Regions from separate parts of the Rattus norvegicus genome. Here region 1 is linked to region 2. A link is a contact called in public Hi-C data. All regions are on one chromosome and are shown on one strand. The core of a region is the stretch at or near the end of the contact, and the rest is flanking DNA. Distances in the headings are between cores, read along the strand shown.

What was found. Hi-C and Micro-C count contacts between places; a contact is called where the count stands out from the background.
Region 1: a Hi-C map of liver shows a contact between it and region 2, with 2.7 times the contacts expected there. The contact joins the promoter of Utp3 here to the promoter of Mob1b in region 2. A contact is called at or near these places in 4 of 12 Hi-C or Micro-C datasets (kidney, liver and mammary epithelial cells).

Annotation. Positions count from the first base shown.
Region 1 is chr14:19,798,573-19,802,713 of GRCr8, reverse strand. It overlaps Utp3 (UTP3, small subunit processome component), which reads left to right and starts at 1,294. Exons shown (of 1, transcript NM_001012036.1): 1 at 1,294-2,948. The coding sequence starts at 1,474. The coding sequence ends at 2,886.
Region 2 is chr14:19,647,667-19,651,800 of GRCr8, reverse strand. It overlaps Mob1b (MOB kinase activator 1B), which reads left to right and starts at 1,882. Exons shown (of 6, transcript NM_001108357.1): 1 at 1,882-2,147. The coding sequence starts at 2,134.

The DNA.
Region 1 (4,141 bases), core at 45-2,544, 150 kb before region 2:
TAGCAGGCAAATCACCCTCGGGTCTTTAAATCCTTTTATGATCGCGCGAGCCTATGCATGCGTGCGTGCCTGTGTCTGTTTGGATAGTTGTACTTATTGCTGTCTTATTTTATAAGACAAGGCCCCATGTGGTGTGTATAATCGCGACTTTGTATATCCTTTTAAATAAGGACGCTGACACATAACAAGACACACATTTGAGATGGCTTAGCTGGTAAAGGCGCTGTCTACTAAGCTTGACAACAGTTCGATCCCTCAGACCCGCATGATGGAAGGAGTCTATTCGCCCGCCCGTACTCTTGTTTTCAAAACATATGTAAAGCCTATGCTGGGATCCCAGCACTGAACGCTGGCTAACAATGGTCTTGTGAGCTCCAGCAGTCATTTCTCCCATTTGACTGAGTTCTGCCCTCCTAGTTCTGCCCTCCTAGACCACAAGGTCTCCAAACACGGAAAAATCATCTATTTTGGCCATTATTTCTCTCTCAGAGCCTAACACGCTGCCAGGCATGTTGGTGCTTGACCAATGTTGAAGAACACAACAATGAATGATTATTAAGTACTGCCATCCAATTCTATACCGGCGGGCGGGGGAGGGGGGCTGTCCTTTAATGGCGGTCCACCGCTGACAGCTTCAGTGTTTTCCAGAACGTCTAGAAAAGCGAAAACTGTTCCAGCAGAAGAACACTATCGCGTCTTTTTCCTTTTCCCGGGGGATGGGGGGCTGCCCTCAGAAAACCGCCAAAGTCCGCCCTCGGCTCGCCTAAAAGCACACACTCGCCGTGCGGGGCCCAGAAACCCCGCCAGACAAAAACCCCGCTGTTTCGGTAGCAACCGCCAGACAGAAACAGAGAAAAGAACCAAGCCGGGAGGCTGAGACTAGCCTGGACAACATGGCGAGGCCCGGCTTCAGAAGTCAAGACAGACCAAAAAAACAAAACGAAACAACCAAACTTCCACTCGGGAGGACCGAAGAAACTAACCGAGAGCTGGGAAACTGTCTAGCGTAGCTCACTGGGCGCCCTGCTGACGCATGGAGACGTAGAGGCCCAGCGCCCTCTGTCGGCCGCAGGCTGTCTCGCAGCGACGCTGACGGGTTTCGACTCCACGCCGGAACTCGCGCGAGAGAGCGCGGAAGTCGCCACAAAAGGCTCGGCGGAACGGAAGGTCCTTAGCCTGCCGTTCCTATCCGGAAGTGTTTTAATTCGCCGGAATCGACTGCTTTTAGAAAGGCACAGCGGGACTACGCTTCCGAGGGCGAGCGGAAGTTCAGGCTCGCCGCTGTGCGAAGAGCACCCTGGGAGCGGAAGGAAATGGGCTTTTCCCAGACTCTGGGATCCGGTATTCACCAACTTGTGTGGCGTGGAGCGTGGTGGTGCTGAAAACCTCCGGTTGCTGGAATCGTTTCTGCGCGGACATCAGAAGTGGCGGAAATCGCGGCATCGCTGGGGAACCCGAGACCGCTGGTGAGCCATGGTGAAGCGATCACGGCGGCGTGGAGCGGCCCAGTGGGCCACCGTGCGGGCCAAGGCTGGTCGCACTGCCACGGACGAAAATGAGGACGATTTAGGGTCGCCGCCTTCTCCAGGGGACTCCAGCTACTACCAAGACCAGGTAGATGAGTTCCATGAAGCGCGATCTCGGGCAGTCCTGGCTAAGGGCTGGAACGAAGTCGAGAGTGGGGAGGAGGATGACGATGAGGAGGAAGAGGTGCTACCTCTAAATATTGACGATGAAAATGACGAAGATGGAGAGAGTTCCGAGGAGGAGGAGGATGGCGAAGATGATGATGGTGGGAGCTCCGTACAGAGTGAGGCTGAGGCCTCTGTGGATCCCAGCTTGTCCTGGGGTCAGAGAAAAAGGCTTTATTATGATACAGACTACGGTTCCAAATCCCGAGGCCGTCAGAGTCAGCAAGAAGTAGAAGAGGAGGAAAGAGAGGAAGAAGAGGAGGCACAGGTAATTCAGCGGCGCTTAACCCAAGCCCTGCAAGAGGATGATTTTGGAGTCGCTTGGGTGGAGGCCTTTGCAAAACCCGTGCCACAAGTAGACGAAGCTGAGACTCGGGTTGTGAAGGATTTGGCTAAAGTCTCGGTAAAAGAGAAGCTGAAAATGTTGAGGAAAGAGTCACCAGAGCTCTTAGAACTGATAGAAGACCTCAAAGTCAAGTTGACAGAAGTGAAGGATGAGTTAGAGCCTTTGATACAGTTGGTGGAAAAGGGGGTCATTCCGCCTGGAAAAGGAAGCCAGTACCTGAAGACTAAGTATAACCTCTACTTGAATTATTGCGCCAACATCAGTTTTTATTTGATCTTAAAAGCCAGGAGAGTCCCCGCACATGGACATCCTGTTATAGAAAGGCTTGTTACCTACAGAAATCTGATCAACAAGCTCTCAGTTGTGGATCAGAAACTGTCCTCCGAAATCCGTCACCTACTCACAGCCAAGGAGGGTGCTGGAAAGAAAGACCTGAATCCAAAAGCAAAATTAACCAAGACCAAGCCAAAGTCTGCAAAGCAGACTGATGTTAACGCTGACCTGACTGAAGAGCCTGAGTTTGATGAGGCTGCACTAGAGTTCTACAAGGAAATGGAAGACAGGCCAGAGTTGAAGAGAAAGAAAGAAGAAAATAGTGCTGAAGAACAGGCTCTTGAAGAGCAAAACGCCAAGCGAGCCATTACCTACCAGATCGCCAAAAATAGGGGACTTACACCCAGGAGAAAGAAGATTGATAGAAATCCCAGAGTCAAACATAGGGAAAAGTTCCGAAGAGCCAAAATCCGAAGACGAGGCCAGGTTCGTGAAGTTCGTAGAGAAGAACAGCGGTATAGTGGTGAACTCTCTGGCATTCGCGCTGGAGTTAAAAAGAGCATTAAGCTTAAGTAAAGTTGCTCTTAGGCCTAGCTTTTGCCACTTACCGTAGGTCAATAAAAGTGTTTTTGCAGTAATGTGATTGTTTGTGTGTGATAACTAATTTTTAAGTTTAAAATTTTTCAACAGGGAAATGGGGTTGTTGCTTTGGGTTTTTTGTTGGTTTTTTGTACTGGGTGCTGGGAATTTAAACCTGGAGCCCGTGCATAACTACTCATAAGCTGTCTCCAGCCCTGGGTTACTATGTTATTTGCCCATTAAAGTCCTATTAAGAATTATAATTGAAGGGTTAAAAAAAAAATACTGTGTTGAAGTATTCCAATATTTTAGCAAATGTTAGCCTAGAAGATTTTCCCAGTTTAGGACACTTATGTAAGTTTTCATATGGGAAGAATATACCTTTGACAATCATGGGTTTTGTAAAATAGCATGCAAAAGTAACCAACAGGTTTCAATTATAATTGTAACTCCTGGGGCAGAATATTTGTATATGTGTGTTTGATGTTAAAGTCGATTGCATCTGTGGTAAAAGGCAGCTTTGGTTAAATGTGACAGAAAGGAAAAGATGCCTTAGTTACATCAATTGTATTTTTTTTAATAATTCTCTTTATGGTAAATAAGATGGAGATCCCATATTCCCTCTGCTGGTGATTGGCTGTGGTTGCTGTTTGTGCTGATTCTCGATTTGCTGAGAATTTTAAGTTTACAGGTACTATATGCATCCTTACAGTAAAAAAGATGATGCGGTTGTACTAGTCACAGATGTAGAGGCTATACAATTCGAGGTTGAGCTGATTAAGTGAGTTGGGGCCCTTGTACTACAAACATGCAGACCTGAGTTTCAGTCCCAAACAACAACAAAAGCAGTTATCTGTGCCCATAACCCCAGTCTTGGGAAGTAGAAATAGGTAGGTGGATCCCTAGAACTCACTGGCCTGCCAGCCTAGCCAAAAGCAAGCTTCCAGCTCAGTAAGGGAACTATTCAAGGGAATAAGGCAGAAAGCATAGAGGAAGGCACCACGGTACCCTGCTCCAGCTGGCATGCATGCATTTCACTGGCCCTATTAGCCACATTTTGAAAATGAGATTGGGGGCAGAGAGAATTAACTTTTTCAAATCACAAAACTTCTGTGCATCACAGGATGTCATGCCAGCCTTGCTGACTAAAGAGCTTAACTCCTTTTCAGATGAAGTAGAAAAGCTGGCATTTAGAAGTTTGCTGGGTGACTCTGGAGTAAATTGAGTTTCATTTTCTTCATCTCTTGAATAA
Region 2 (4,134 bases), core at 633-3,132:
GCCAGTCTTTTTCCTGATTCAGTATAAGATGCATAGACTTACATCAAACCAAAGGCAGGGCCACCTAAGCGAAATCAGGAAGCAGGTAAGAACTGTGGGCCAGGCTTTAGAAGGACAGGATCTTTGACAGGACAGAACTTTAGAACTAAAAACTTTCTTAAAGATCATGTAATAGTGTGGTGGTGGTGGTAAGTGCACTCAGGAGGCAGAGGCAGGTAGATCTCTGAGTTCAAGGCCAGCCTGGTCTATAAGCAAGGTCTAGGACAGCCAAGGCTATATAGAGAAACCCTGTCTCAAAAAATAAAAAGAAACAAACCAAACCAATCCAATCGAAAGATTTTTATAATAATCAAAAGCTTCACCTTACTGTTTCTCTGAGTTAGTGTCTGGAAATACAGTCCCAGGCTGGCCTCAAACTCATATCTACCTGCCCCTGCAGCCTTTTCTAAAGCACATAGCCATGTTTGGCTGCCAGAACCACAGTAAAGAGTGGGTGAGAATGGGGCTCTGACTCAACTATTCTTCCTCAAATGGTCTCTAACCTGGTGAGGTAAATCTCACCTTTAGAAGACCTTTATGGAATTATTACATGAAGGTTTGAAAACAAGGCCTACCTATTGTTTTTATTATAGTAAATCCTTTTGCTGTCTTTTTTTTTTTTTTTTTTTTTGAGACAGCATCTTACCATGTATCTCTGGTTGGCTTTGATTTCCATATGTAAACCAGGCTGGCTTTGGACTCACACAGACCTGCCTACCTCTGCTTCCCCAGTTCTGGGCTCAAAGGCATGTGCCACCTACCTGGTTCTCTGTTATCTTTTGAGGCTGTCTTTTCGAATTATTATTTGCTGTTCCTGAGATAACATAAGGTTCTGGTTTCTTGCATTTAGGTTTTTAAAACCAATTAGCCAACACAGCAGGCTACAGGTGTATCAATGAAATAGGATACATTTAATATTTGTATCGCCTTCAAGTATCTTCTTTGGAATCGTAAGCTCAAGTTGGGTTAATATATGCACATTGTTCCATTGAATTTCCTATCAGGTGAGAGTAAGGAAGACTACTGTCTCCTATATTTAAAAAAGTTAACCTTATTTTTCTAAGTCGATCGTTAATGCGGTCCTATCCTAGTCATGTGGTAGAAAGTCAAGCAACCTCCACTCCCGCCAATCTTCCTGTGCTGTCTTGCCTTACTTCAAACTTGTGATCCTACTGACTCAATCTCAGGTGTGGCGATTCAGGCAAGCACTACCACGCACTAACCACTTTATTTAATTTGTGTGGAAATCAGAGGACAACTTGTGGGAACTGATTCTCTTTACTATGTGGGTTCCAGGCTATCAGGCTTGGTGGCTGAACCATCTCAGGAGCCGCCAACCATTCTTATCTAAATATAAAGCTTGGCCCTCAGCCTCTTAAGCATGTGAGAATTAAAGTTCCTCCGAGTGCCAGGCTGAATAATAAGTTTTGTGCATCGGGTCTTAGAAGGGACTCCACAACTGGTTAAATCCATATGGCCACGGATAATCAGCCTCCCTGCTACTCTGGACCTCAGTTCTCCTTGGCTCCCTCAGTTTCCCTAGCTCAGTTCGTGGGATGCTTGCCGAAATCAGAGCACAGAAAGCAAGTCCAGGGCCTTCCGCTGTCCTCTTTGATGGCGACTCCCTCCCTCTCTACTAGACCCAGGCGTCTTGGAATGGAGTCCACTTCCCCGCTAGGCTCCGAACACTGTGGAGCAGCTCCGGATGCCGGGCCGCGACCCCGGGCCACGTGCTTGGGCAAACCTGTGGCGGGTCAGCGTGGGAGGCCGAGGTGACCCGAAGGTGATCCCGAGGTGGGCGGGGCACCGGAGCTCGCTCTCGCGAGACTTCGTCGCGGGGGCGCGGAGCTGGCGGAGAGGACGCGGCGGGCGGCGCTTCCTCCACCGCTCGGTTTCCAGTCCGCCGAGCTAGCCGAATCCAGGTCTTCCATTTCCGCCCGCCGGTCCGCTGGCCGCTGGAAGTAGCGAAGCCGAAGAAGTCGCGGCCGCCCCGCCGCCGGCGCGCGTCCTCCTCCCGCCCTTGCTTTTCCTCTGATTCAGGCCCGCCGCCCCAAGCTTCGCTCTGCCGAGCCCGCAGCCCACGCCGCGGCCGACATGAGCTTCTTGTTGTAAGTAGCCCGGTCGCGCCGGCTTTGTTCCGCCGCCCCCTGGGCCCGACCTCCGAAGGCCCCGACCTCCATGTGCTGCCCGGCCCTGCCTTTTAGTCTTCCTGATGTTGCCCGGCCCTGCCTCTCTGTCCTGGTGTTGCCCGGCCCTGCCTCCCCGTCCTCCTGGTGTTGCCCGGCCCTGCCTCCCCGTCCTCCTGGTGTTGCCCGGCCCTGCCTCCCCGTCCTCCTGATGCTGTCCCGGGACCTGCCTCTCTGTCCTCCTGATGCTGTCCCGGGACCTGCCTCTCTGTCCTGGTGCTGTCAGGGGGCGGGGAGCGTGCTGCCTCCTTGCCCTCCTGTTCTGACGGGGTGCCCTGCCTCCCTATCCTTCTGGCGCTGAAGTGGGCCCTGCCTCCCCATCCTCCTGGTGCTGAAGGGGGCCCTGCCTCCCTGTTCTCCTGGTGCTGTCGGGCCTCTGCCTTCTCATCCTTCTGGTGCTGCTGTCTGGGCCGTGCTTCTCAGTCCTCTATGCTACCTGGGCCATGGACTCCAGCGTTCTTGTCTGCATTTCTCTACCCAGCTTGGTTTTCGCTTCTCTGCCCTGTTTGTTCTGTCTCTGTCTTTTTGTCTCTTTCTCTCGATATAGAAGTGTGTGTGTGTTTGCAAGCTCACCTCCCACATGTATGTACATCTGTGTATTTCCACGATTACCTCCACTCTCCTGACTGTCATCCAACGCTTGCCAGGTCTCTGGCTCAGTGCCAGCTGCCCATCGCTGTTTTCCGAGTCTCAAGCCTGGAAGATGGATTGTTCTTATCTGGCTACTTCAGACCCCTTTAACATCTTTGTCAGGTCTTAGGATTGAGAAACTGAGAGCCAAGTTCCATAGAGGTGATTTCAAAGCAGGGCTGCTTGAGGGCCTGGGACTTGAGCACCCTGCTTCTTGCAATGCTTTCTTGATTTGTAGAGGTCATATTTTTTCATTTACCTTCCAGATAGGACGTGGGTTATTAATGTGCCCAGGATTATTAATTCAGGTCCTGAACTGTAGTTCTCCAGTGGTTTGTGAGTTAATGCTCCAGCCTTGCAGTTAATGCTGGGCATCATTCTGCTCACCATGTATTTCAGACCAGTTTGAGGGAAACGTGGGGATCAAGGCACACAAATAAGACAGCAAGGGTTTAGAACTTCAGGTCCTTGAGGTTACACTGAAGAGTAACTCTTTTGAAAGCTTTCTCAGAGTCACCCAGGTCCTTGGAAAGCTAATTTAAAACCAAAATAAAAACAGACCCTCCAGGACTGTAATCCACCTCATAAATGCTACTTTATTGTTGTGGAGCAAACAATTCAGCCATGCCTTTCTCTTCAGATTTTCTTTCCTACCCCCATAGTTTTAGCCATTTCATGGTAGCACCCCTATTTTCACATGTTCATATTTAGGGTACCATTTCTTTTAGGGTTTTGGGGCAAAGCTGAACATGACAAAAGTCTCTCCCTGGACACATTTTTCTCCTAGGCACAGGGTCTGGCTTGTGTCAACCTGCCTGACAACATTTGAACTCAATAGTAAATTTATCCTGGCTGATCCTGAGTTTGTCAGGAGTAGAGGAGAGAAACCCGGTGGCCTATGTAGTAAGTTGTCTGTCTCATAGTTTACCTTTAGTCAGCATACCCAAGCCTCCCATGCTGAGTGTTCTGTATTCAAGAATGTAAAAGCTGTAAAATCGCAGCATGGATGGTTGGTGCTGACAGGCATGTGTCTTTTGGAACTCAGAAGCTAACATGGCTGACGTGTAGGAGGGCCATATTTGGCTGAAACCGGGTGATTGGGAAGGGGTCAGTGCTGCTTCCTGAATACAATGTAATAGTGTCCTGTTTTTATGTGCCGCTATATTAGGTGCAGACATGGGGTAGATTAGTTCATTTTTAACTGATGAATATTAGTTATGTAAGACTGTTGCTATAACTAATATGATCATTTAGATAGTTTGTACTATTTGGGGAACAC